Regions from separate parts of the Gossypium hirsutum genome. Here region 2 is linked to region 1. Evidence: chromatin contacts called from public Hi-C data. All regions are on one chromosome and are shown on one strand. Each heading gives the region's core, a stretch centred on a gene start, on an enhancer-like site or on the middle of the called end of the contact. The rest is flanking DNA. Distances are from core to core; before and after follow the strand shown.

Region 1 (4,274 bases), core at 303-2,802:
GAAGGATGATCCTGCCAAGGAGGCAGCTAATTTCACTTCCCAAGTCATCATCATGAACCACCCAGCGCAGATTGGAAATGGATATGCACCTGTCCTTGATTGCCACACCTCCCACATTGCAGTCAAGTTTGCAGAGCTGGTGACCAAGATTGACAGGCGTTCTGGTAAGGAGCTTGAGAAGGAACCCAAGTTCTTGAAGAATGGTGATGCAGGATTTGTTAAGATGGTTCCCACCAAACCCATGGTTGTGGAAACCTTCGCTGAGTATCCCCCACTGGGTCGTTTTGCTATGAGGGACATGAGGCAGACTGTTGCTGTCGGCGTTATCGAGAGCGTGGAGAAGAAAGATCCATCTGGAGCCAAGGTGACCAAGTCTGCTGCCAAGAAGGGTGGCAAGTGAACCGTGCGGATTTTAGTTGATCCAACCAAACTATATCATTACAACATAACTTTTGTTATGTCCATCATAGTCAGTTGTTTCAATAGTTATAGTTTCAAGTCATCACCGTCGAGGATATTGTTCGCAGAACTGGGTTCTTGATAGGCGGTGGTGAGTCCGTTGTGTAGTTTCAAACTCTTTAAAATGTGTCCATGTTAAATACAGGAGATTTTAGGTGGATTCCTGGACTCTTATTGGCTTTGAATGTTTGTTATACCTAGCATTTTGATATCTAAACTTTGGTTTGTTTTAATGCACATTTATTTAGTAAAAAATGTGTAATAAATATTAATTGATAGATTAAACTTGACTGATAAATACAGGTATTAGAGTTTTGGTTTGGATTTTGGCACATTTCTTTGTTTTGGAGATGGAGATAAATATTATTTTCTTCTCATTTTCTTGGTTTTATATTAAAGGTTTGGACTTGCATCCAAATAACTTTGATTATTCTAATTTTACTACTCATTCATTTAAATTTTTTAATTTGAAATTTTATATTCCCAAAAGGTTTAAAAATTATGAAATTATTAAATACATAAATACCCTTATAATAAAAATATAATTTTTATTTTTTAATTAATTTCGAGTTGAACTGATATATAATTAAGAGTTTAATGATTAGACTTAAAATATATAATTTAATGAGGCTAAAATATGTCATACCTTCTTATACTTTTTTACAAATTTAAAATTTAATCTTTGTAATTTTTATTTTTAGTAATTTAGTCCATCTATTTTTAAGATTTCAAAATTCAAGTTCAATTTTAATATTGTTAAATTTCTTTTGTTAAATTTGTTGTAATGGCATTTTGAAATAAAAAAAAAACTCACTTGTGTAATATAACTAAACAAACGACATTGTAATGAACCTAAAATTAATAATATAATTTTAATAGTGTTAAGAGTTGAACTTAAATTTTGTTTAAAATCTGAAAAGTATAGAAACTAAGTTACTAAAAGCAAAAGTATAAAGACTAAATTTCAAACTTATGAATAGTACAGGGACTTATGACAAAGTTTTACCAATTTAACCACATTTACATTAATAATTGATTGTACGACAAGATCATAATATTTGTGATGTAACAGAATACAAAGGAAAACGACATCGTTTCCCTCTGGTGGAGACAAAAAAACCATAAGAGCCGAGCACGCATCGCACCCAGAGCAGTAGAAACGCGACGGCCGAATAGTCCTTTGAAACTTGAAAGCGAAACTCTCCCTTCAATCATTTTTCATTTCCCATTTCCTTTATAAGCGGTTTTTCATTTCCTTAATTGAACTCCCCCTCTTCTCTGGTAGCTTTTTCTCTCTACGTTTCTACGTTTTCTTATGTTTATCCGTACCTTTTATACGTATTTGAATGTGTTTCCACTTGTTCTTCTCTTTCATGTCTTCAAATCATTCTTTTTTTGGAAGTTTGATTAGTTTTTGTGCTCTTTTGGGGTTGATCTGATAATGGGGTTTACTTGAAAACCTTTGGTTTTTTATCTTTATGTTGAACCCCTCCAAAAGGGAAAAAAAAAAGGGGTTAAAATGTCCCCCTTTTTTGGGGGTTACTTTTTACTTGTTTAGTGTTTCTGTTTTAAAGAACATCAATCTTTCTTCTAATTCTTTTTAGTGGGGGGTATTGAAGTTGAAATGTAAGACCTATAGACTTGACTGAATGAGTTTGAATAGGTGGATATGCATTAGGCTTTTTTGAATTTTGGGTTCTTGTTTTTCTTCATTTTAGGAATGATGGGGATGTTGAGAATTTTGAATTTTGATTGGCAAAATTGTGGGGAAGTTTGCTTTTTTATCTAATGGCTATACAAATTCGAAAATGGTGTTTCCTATGATAATTGTAAGAATTTTGAATTTTTTGTCCTTCAAAACTATAGTGATATAAGTCCTGTATAGTTTTTCCTCAAATTTTCCTGTTTCCTTTTGGTATTGCTGCTGTATGTATTCTCATTGTACTTCCATGATTGCATATGTTTCTACTGGTATATGCTTATGATCTAATAGTTACATGGCATTCATTAGTTTTTCGTCTTCCATTTTATGGTTAGATGGAACAGGTAATGGCATCAATTCCTGATTTTGAAATTGCTGAAACTGGAATTTCGAAAGATAATAGTGCGGAAGCGGAGCAGTTCAAAATCCGGGTTGATGAAATCTTTCAAAAGGTTGACGAGGTAAGTGATAAATTAGGACTTTGTGACATCTCTTTCCTCTTGAGTTTATTTAATGGTTTACAGTTAAAAGATGGACTACTAAAAATAATTGTATAATTGCACTTGTTTGTATCTGTTTTACTGTTATGTAGGAGTATAACCTTCAAAATAGAAGTATATAATGAATAGGGTAGGGAATGTACTTTTATATTGCATATAATATGGTACCGTATTAGCTTCTATTGACTATTTCCATAAATTTTGTAAATACAATGCTGATCTTAGTGCTTTAGTTCCAAAAAGGAAAAAGCATGCTGCTTCTGGATTCTCAGTTTCTGGATTTTTTAATTTAAATTGAACTATTGGTTAATTTTTTTTCCTTCTTTTAGCTTGAGCAAAAGGTGAATGAAGTGGAACAATTCAACTTGAATTCAAGTAAAAAGCAACAGAGCAGTTCTAAAGGAAGCTCCATGGGAAAGGAACGAGATAAGGGAAGACAAGTTCCAAGCATTAAAAAGCAGCAACAAGATGCGTCGCGACGGGAAGCTGCTGCTGCAAAGAGAATGCAAGAGCTTATGCGCCAATTTGGCACAATAGTGCGTCAGGTAACCACTTATTCTCTGCAAGTGCTTGTTTGATTTCAGTTACCTTATGCCGTAAATGTTATCTTAATCAAAATGATCTTGGCTTTTAAGCCTTTTGCCTAGCATATACTTCATTGGTAGCCAGGCTGCTTTAAGTCTTTGAGGTCTTCAATCAAGCTAAACATTGGTAATGAGTGAATTAGAAATTATAGCAGTTATTTGAAGTTTGTTTCGAGCATTTATAATTAATTTAGACTTTTGGTTTAAGATTCTTGAAAACTCCATTACCATCTTCATATCTGGTTCGATTAAACTAACTAAGCATTTCATACAAGGGTGATATGATATTTCAAACATGATCTTTTTCCAATTTCATGACATTTTTATTTGCTGATGTAATTGTTGCTGTTATTCTGAGTTATATCATGCAACATAGAGGAATATGTTGTGATATATATTGAAGACTGCTGGTCATGCTTCTACCAGTTGAATAACAACCGCTCTGTGCCACTGCCCACATCCACCCCGCCAAGATTATATAAAAGGAGCTAAACTGTAAATGTGGAAATGTGCTTGTTAACCCTATTATGTGATAGGTTGGAAGTAAATGCTTTTGATGTGTGTGTGGTTTCCCTTTCAGATTACACAGCACAAGTGGGCATGGCCGTTTATGCAACCTGTAGACGTCAAAGGTCTTGGTTTACATGATTACTATGAGGTAATTGTATTGCTTTTTTTTTTCCCTTCATTTTTCCAGAATACATGCTTTTAACTTCTTACTTTTCTGGTTTGAGCTTAGGGATGAGCATAATCTATGAATTTGAATGGTATTTGACATGTTTTTTGACACAAGACTGTTATAACTTGAGCCATTTTTAAAGGCATGCGGCGCTTGCACCTGCATTTCTTGACCATATCAACTTCTTTTCAAGCAATATTGAAAGATGAGGCCCATTCTATCATCATGACAAATAAGAATATTATTTCATTATGGACTTTACCTCTGCTTATGTGATAAAGATGTATAAACTGGATCATCATATTGGCACTTCTAAGTTAGTATATTATGATGCTTTTTTGAACTTGTGA
Region 2 (4,136 bases), core at 871-3,370, 290 kb before region 1:
GATTTCGCTTGAAACTTGATTTTTAAAATAGAATCCATCAATAACACATTTTCCGTTGCATTTCTAAAAAATGAGTTTTTAATAAAATTAGATTTAGTTTTCAAAATTATTAATGTTTACAAATGAGTTTTCTAAAGACATTTGATTTATGAAGTTAATACGTTTTTATTTCCAAAATAATAACGAATAACCAAATTCTTTAAATTTTGAATAAAACGACAAATGGTTTAGAAGTATGATTGAAAATCTGAAATAGTTTTGAATAATGGATTGAATGTTTACAATTGAGATATTATTTTTTTCGATTCCTGAAATTTTCTTGGTTTTTATGAAATTAAAATAAACACTTTATTTCATTTGTTTTAAATTGAGAAGCCAATAGTTTTGGATTTTTTTTTCAAAAGTTCTGAAAGTTTATTTCGGACATGTTCATGGACAAATGGTTTTGAAATGAAATTTGAAAATTAAGCTGAACATTCGATTTTACTAGTTTGAATGAGCTGCGTAAATGATTTAAAAAGTACATTTAAAGTTATGAAAATTTTTCTGGGTCATTTTTGTGGCCAATGTAGCTTTCAGAATTCGGCCGTACGATTGGGTCGGGTTTAAGGCGTTACATCTTCAATATTCATACACTCGAATAAGGAAAGTAGAACTCAATTGGTACTACTCTTTTGAAATAATCTAAAAATAGAATTAACTTGAAAAAATCACACTAGAATAAATTCCTAGGAAAGTTTGGAGGGATCACAGATGGTCCCAGTTAAAACTCAAACTTCTAGACAGAATTTCCTCTAATGCAATATAAGAAGAATTCTAAAGTTTTAGAAAGAATGAAAGAGAGTCGAGAGAGAGTAGAAGAAGCTTTATTTTTTAGTTGTGTATTAAATGAAGGAAAAATGCCTCCTATTTATAAGATTTTAGAAAAATATTTAGCAGGAACAAAATGATAATATTTTCATGTAACGGTTAGAAAAATATTTAATATTTTTGAAACTATAAAAAACACTTTGTAACTATTGGAAATAATAATTTGTAACTGCTGGAATAAATTTACATTACTAACAACGTTAAAGTCTTAGGTGACCTTAGAAAGGATATTAAAACTTGGTTTAGTTGTCTTGATTACCTTAATGCTACTTGCATATTATGCATTGCTAGATTGAGTATAGTCACATACAAGGTCTATTTTCTCTAATTCTTTCTAACTATATAAATTATTGTTGTTGTTATGTTTTATTAAGCATATTGAATTTCGACTTTATTCATCAAAACCTGTTATTTTAATTGTATATATTGATATTTTCAGTTGTCAATTTTAGTTAAAAATTCCCTTGGTTGCATTTGCATTAATGTCTAATTTTACTTAAGGGCAAGCAAAAAACTAATTGTAGGGTTATGATGAGTGATCATCATGATTATATTTTATGCCTCTTTTACTTAGCTTTTGTTTGTTTCTTAAGTGAAATTACATGCATTTATAGCTTTTTAGTGGAATTTGCATATCATGTGTACATTTTGTATTCTTTGAATTTTAGCTAATAATCCCCCCATCCATCTCCTCCTCCCGCATTCCTCGTCCCTCTCCTCTCCCTCTCTCTCCTCCTTTCCATTTTATCCCTGCTACAATCTCACCCTCTTGCTGTCACTCCCTCTCCTCCCTTTCTCTTTCATTCTTTCAAATATGACAAGTTTGGTGATTGTGGAAAAAAATTGAGAAAAAAAATTGAAAAAAAGGAAAAAAAAATTAAAAAGAAAACAATAAATAAATAAAAAGATGTCATGTGTCCTAATTTGATTAGTTTTAACTTTTTTTAATGGAGTGTAATGGTAGGACCTACATTAATTATGAAATTATAGTTTAGGTATTTGATTCAATTAAAAAATTACATTTAAATAAATTAGATAAATGGCATAATTTGAACACCTTAATTCAATTAAACTTTTTTAATAAGATAACAATTAAATCAAAAGTGATACCTAAAGTTAAAATATCACTTAATATAAAAAAATTTCTAAATAAAAAGTGCTATAATTAAAAATTAATCTCTTAAAAAAATTAATTTTTCATTTAAGCTTAATAATATTAAAATAAATAAATAACCATCAACGGAGAAAGCGAGTAGCCCACGGTAATTGCCTAATTGGTAACTGAAGAGGAGAAATGTGAATGCCTATTTTTTTTTTCATTTTTTCATTTTTGATTTTGACCTTTCATCTGCTTCTTCTTCTAGGGAAAGGGGGAGAAAGACGCCTCTTCTTAGCTCGAATCCCTCCAAATCCAAATCTAAATCCAAGTTCCTCTCCTCAATCTAATTGCATAGCATACTGAAGTTAGAGTAACCATGTACGTTGAACATGCCTTCTCGATATCCGACGAGGATATCATGATGGACACTCCCCACGCCATTAACAATCGGCCTCCGTACAAGGAGATCGGCCTCGCTGTCGCTCTTCTCGTCTTTGGCACCCTTGGGATCATCCTGGGTATTTTCATGGCCGTCAACAAAGTCGGCGGTGACCGCGCCCATGGTTCTGTTTCTTTCTTAAAAGATAAATTGAATTTCATTCAAGCTAGGCCAATTAGCTGATCTCTGGGTTACTATTTGTTTCTTTCAGGGCTTTTCTTTGCAATACTCGGATCCATTTTGTTCATTCCAGGCTTCTATTATACAAGGATTGCATATTATGCATTTAAGGGATACAAAGGCTTCTCCTTCTCCAACATTCCCCCTGTCTAGAGCCCTTCTCCTTCAACTTCTCTGCCCTATGTACAGATCCTCTTTCATTTATTTACTTTCTTTTGAATGTTTTGTTCCTGCGGACTCCAGTTCTTTTCTTGACTTCACTTTTGTATGTTATTTGTTTCATAGTGCAATTCTGACCAGTATTCCTGTTTGTTGTGGTTGTTTTATGAAATAATATCTAATCTTCCCATTTACTGTTTCTTAATATTACAAATCAGTCTCAATGTTTATTTCTTTAACCCAGCTATCTCTTAAGGCTTACCTTACCCTGTGCTGTTATATTGATCTCATGTACTTGAAGAAGTCCTTTCATTAATAGTTTTAGCATATGTTATTGGCTAGAGGTTTGTCATTGTTTGAAAGAGTAGATGGAGAGGCTATTAAGGATTGTATTTGCTCTGCTTGCGTGATTAGTGCATGTAATTCGGCAGCATGTTTGACTTTTTTATCTGTGTTTTTACCAAACTGTTGTATGATTCGGTGATATTTGTACTAACAAGTTAAATATGTACACTTTCATGTAAAGGATCAGTGGGCATGTGGTGTGGTTTACGACAGTGAACAACAGCATTAGAAAGAGTTAGGGCTGAAACATGAATAGAAAGTTGGAACTAGAAAACGTATGGTTATAGAAAACCTGTAATTTCTTTATATTAATTCAAAGAAACTAATATGAATAATAATGTTGTCTGTAAAGCTTACAACTAATTTATATAGGCTTTCTTTCTTGCAAGTAAAGTCACTGGCTTTCTTGCAAATAGAGTTTTAGATAACTAATAACCTTAGCTGTCCATAATATACCTAATACATAATAAATAAATTTGAAATAATAAAATATGAAAAAGCTCCCATGTCTCCCCAGCTTCAGCTTGTAAAACTCAACTCCTATGAGAAAACTTTCACTGCTTCAACATAAATTTCTCGATCAATTCCAACTCATACTCATCTTAAAAATGTGTTGGTTAAAATGCTTCTGTTGCTTTTCATTTGTTAAATTGATGCAGAATTGCTCAAAGTTGGTTGTCTTAAAACTCTCAAATTCATAAATATAAAGAACACTGATCAAGGGATTTGATTCTATATCTTGATCAATAGCAATATTTATTTTCCACAAGCAAGTCAAATAATTTTGAACGAACAAATTTGGCTAAAGCATCTCTACTAGGAGTTTATGAGCATTTGGATCCAGTGATTTGAAGTGGTCTCATCACGAGTCACAAGAACACATTTACATAAGGACTCTCTTCTAGAGTCTTCTCGGCGCATGTAAAAAGTTATACAGCACCTTTTAGATGGACCCAAGATTTATCATCCTTTGGTTCAAAAGCATCTGTTTCTTGTCCCTAGCAAACTCAATATATCCTAAATGTAGAATTGCAACTCCACATT

The links. Hi-C and Micro-C count contacts between places; a contact is called where the count stands out from the background.
Region 2: a Hi-C map of leaf shows a contact between it and region 1, with 1.8 times the contacts expected there. The contact joins the promoter of LOC107899455 here to the promoter of LOC107899451 in region 1. A contact is called at or near these places in 3 of 34 Hi-C or Micro-C datasets (anther, callus and leaf).

Annotation. Positions count from the first base shown.
Region 1 is chrD04:18,704,996-18,709,269 of Gossypium_hirsutum_v2.1, reverse strand. It overlaps LOC107899451 (transcription factor GTE6), which reads left to right and starts at 1,552. Exons shown (of 9, transcript XM_016825176.2): 1 at 1,552-1,740; 2 at 2,497-2,622; 3 at 2,991-3,206; 4 at 3,826-3,903. The coding sequence starts at 2,497. It also overlaps the pseudogene LOC107899452.
Region 2 is chrD04:19,000,450-19,004,585 of Gossypium_hirsutum_v2.1, reverse strand. LOC107899455 (transmembrane protein 230) reads left to right here and starts at 2,120. Exons shown (of 2, transcript XM_041092096.1): 1 at 2,120-2,532; 2 at 2,620-2,941. The coding sequence starts at 2,346. The coding sequence ends at 2,741.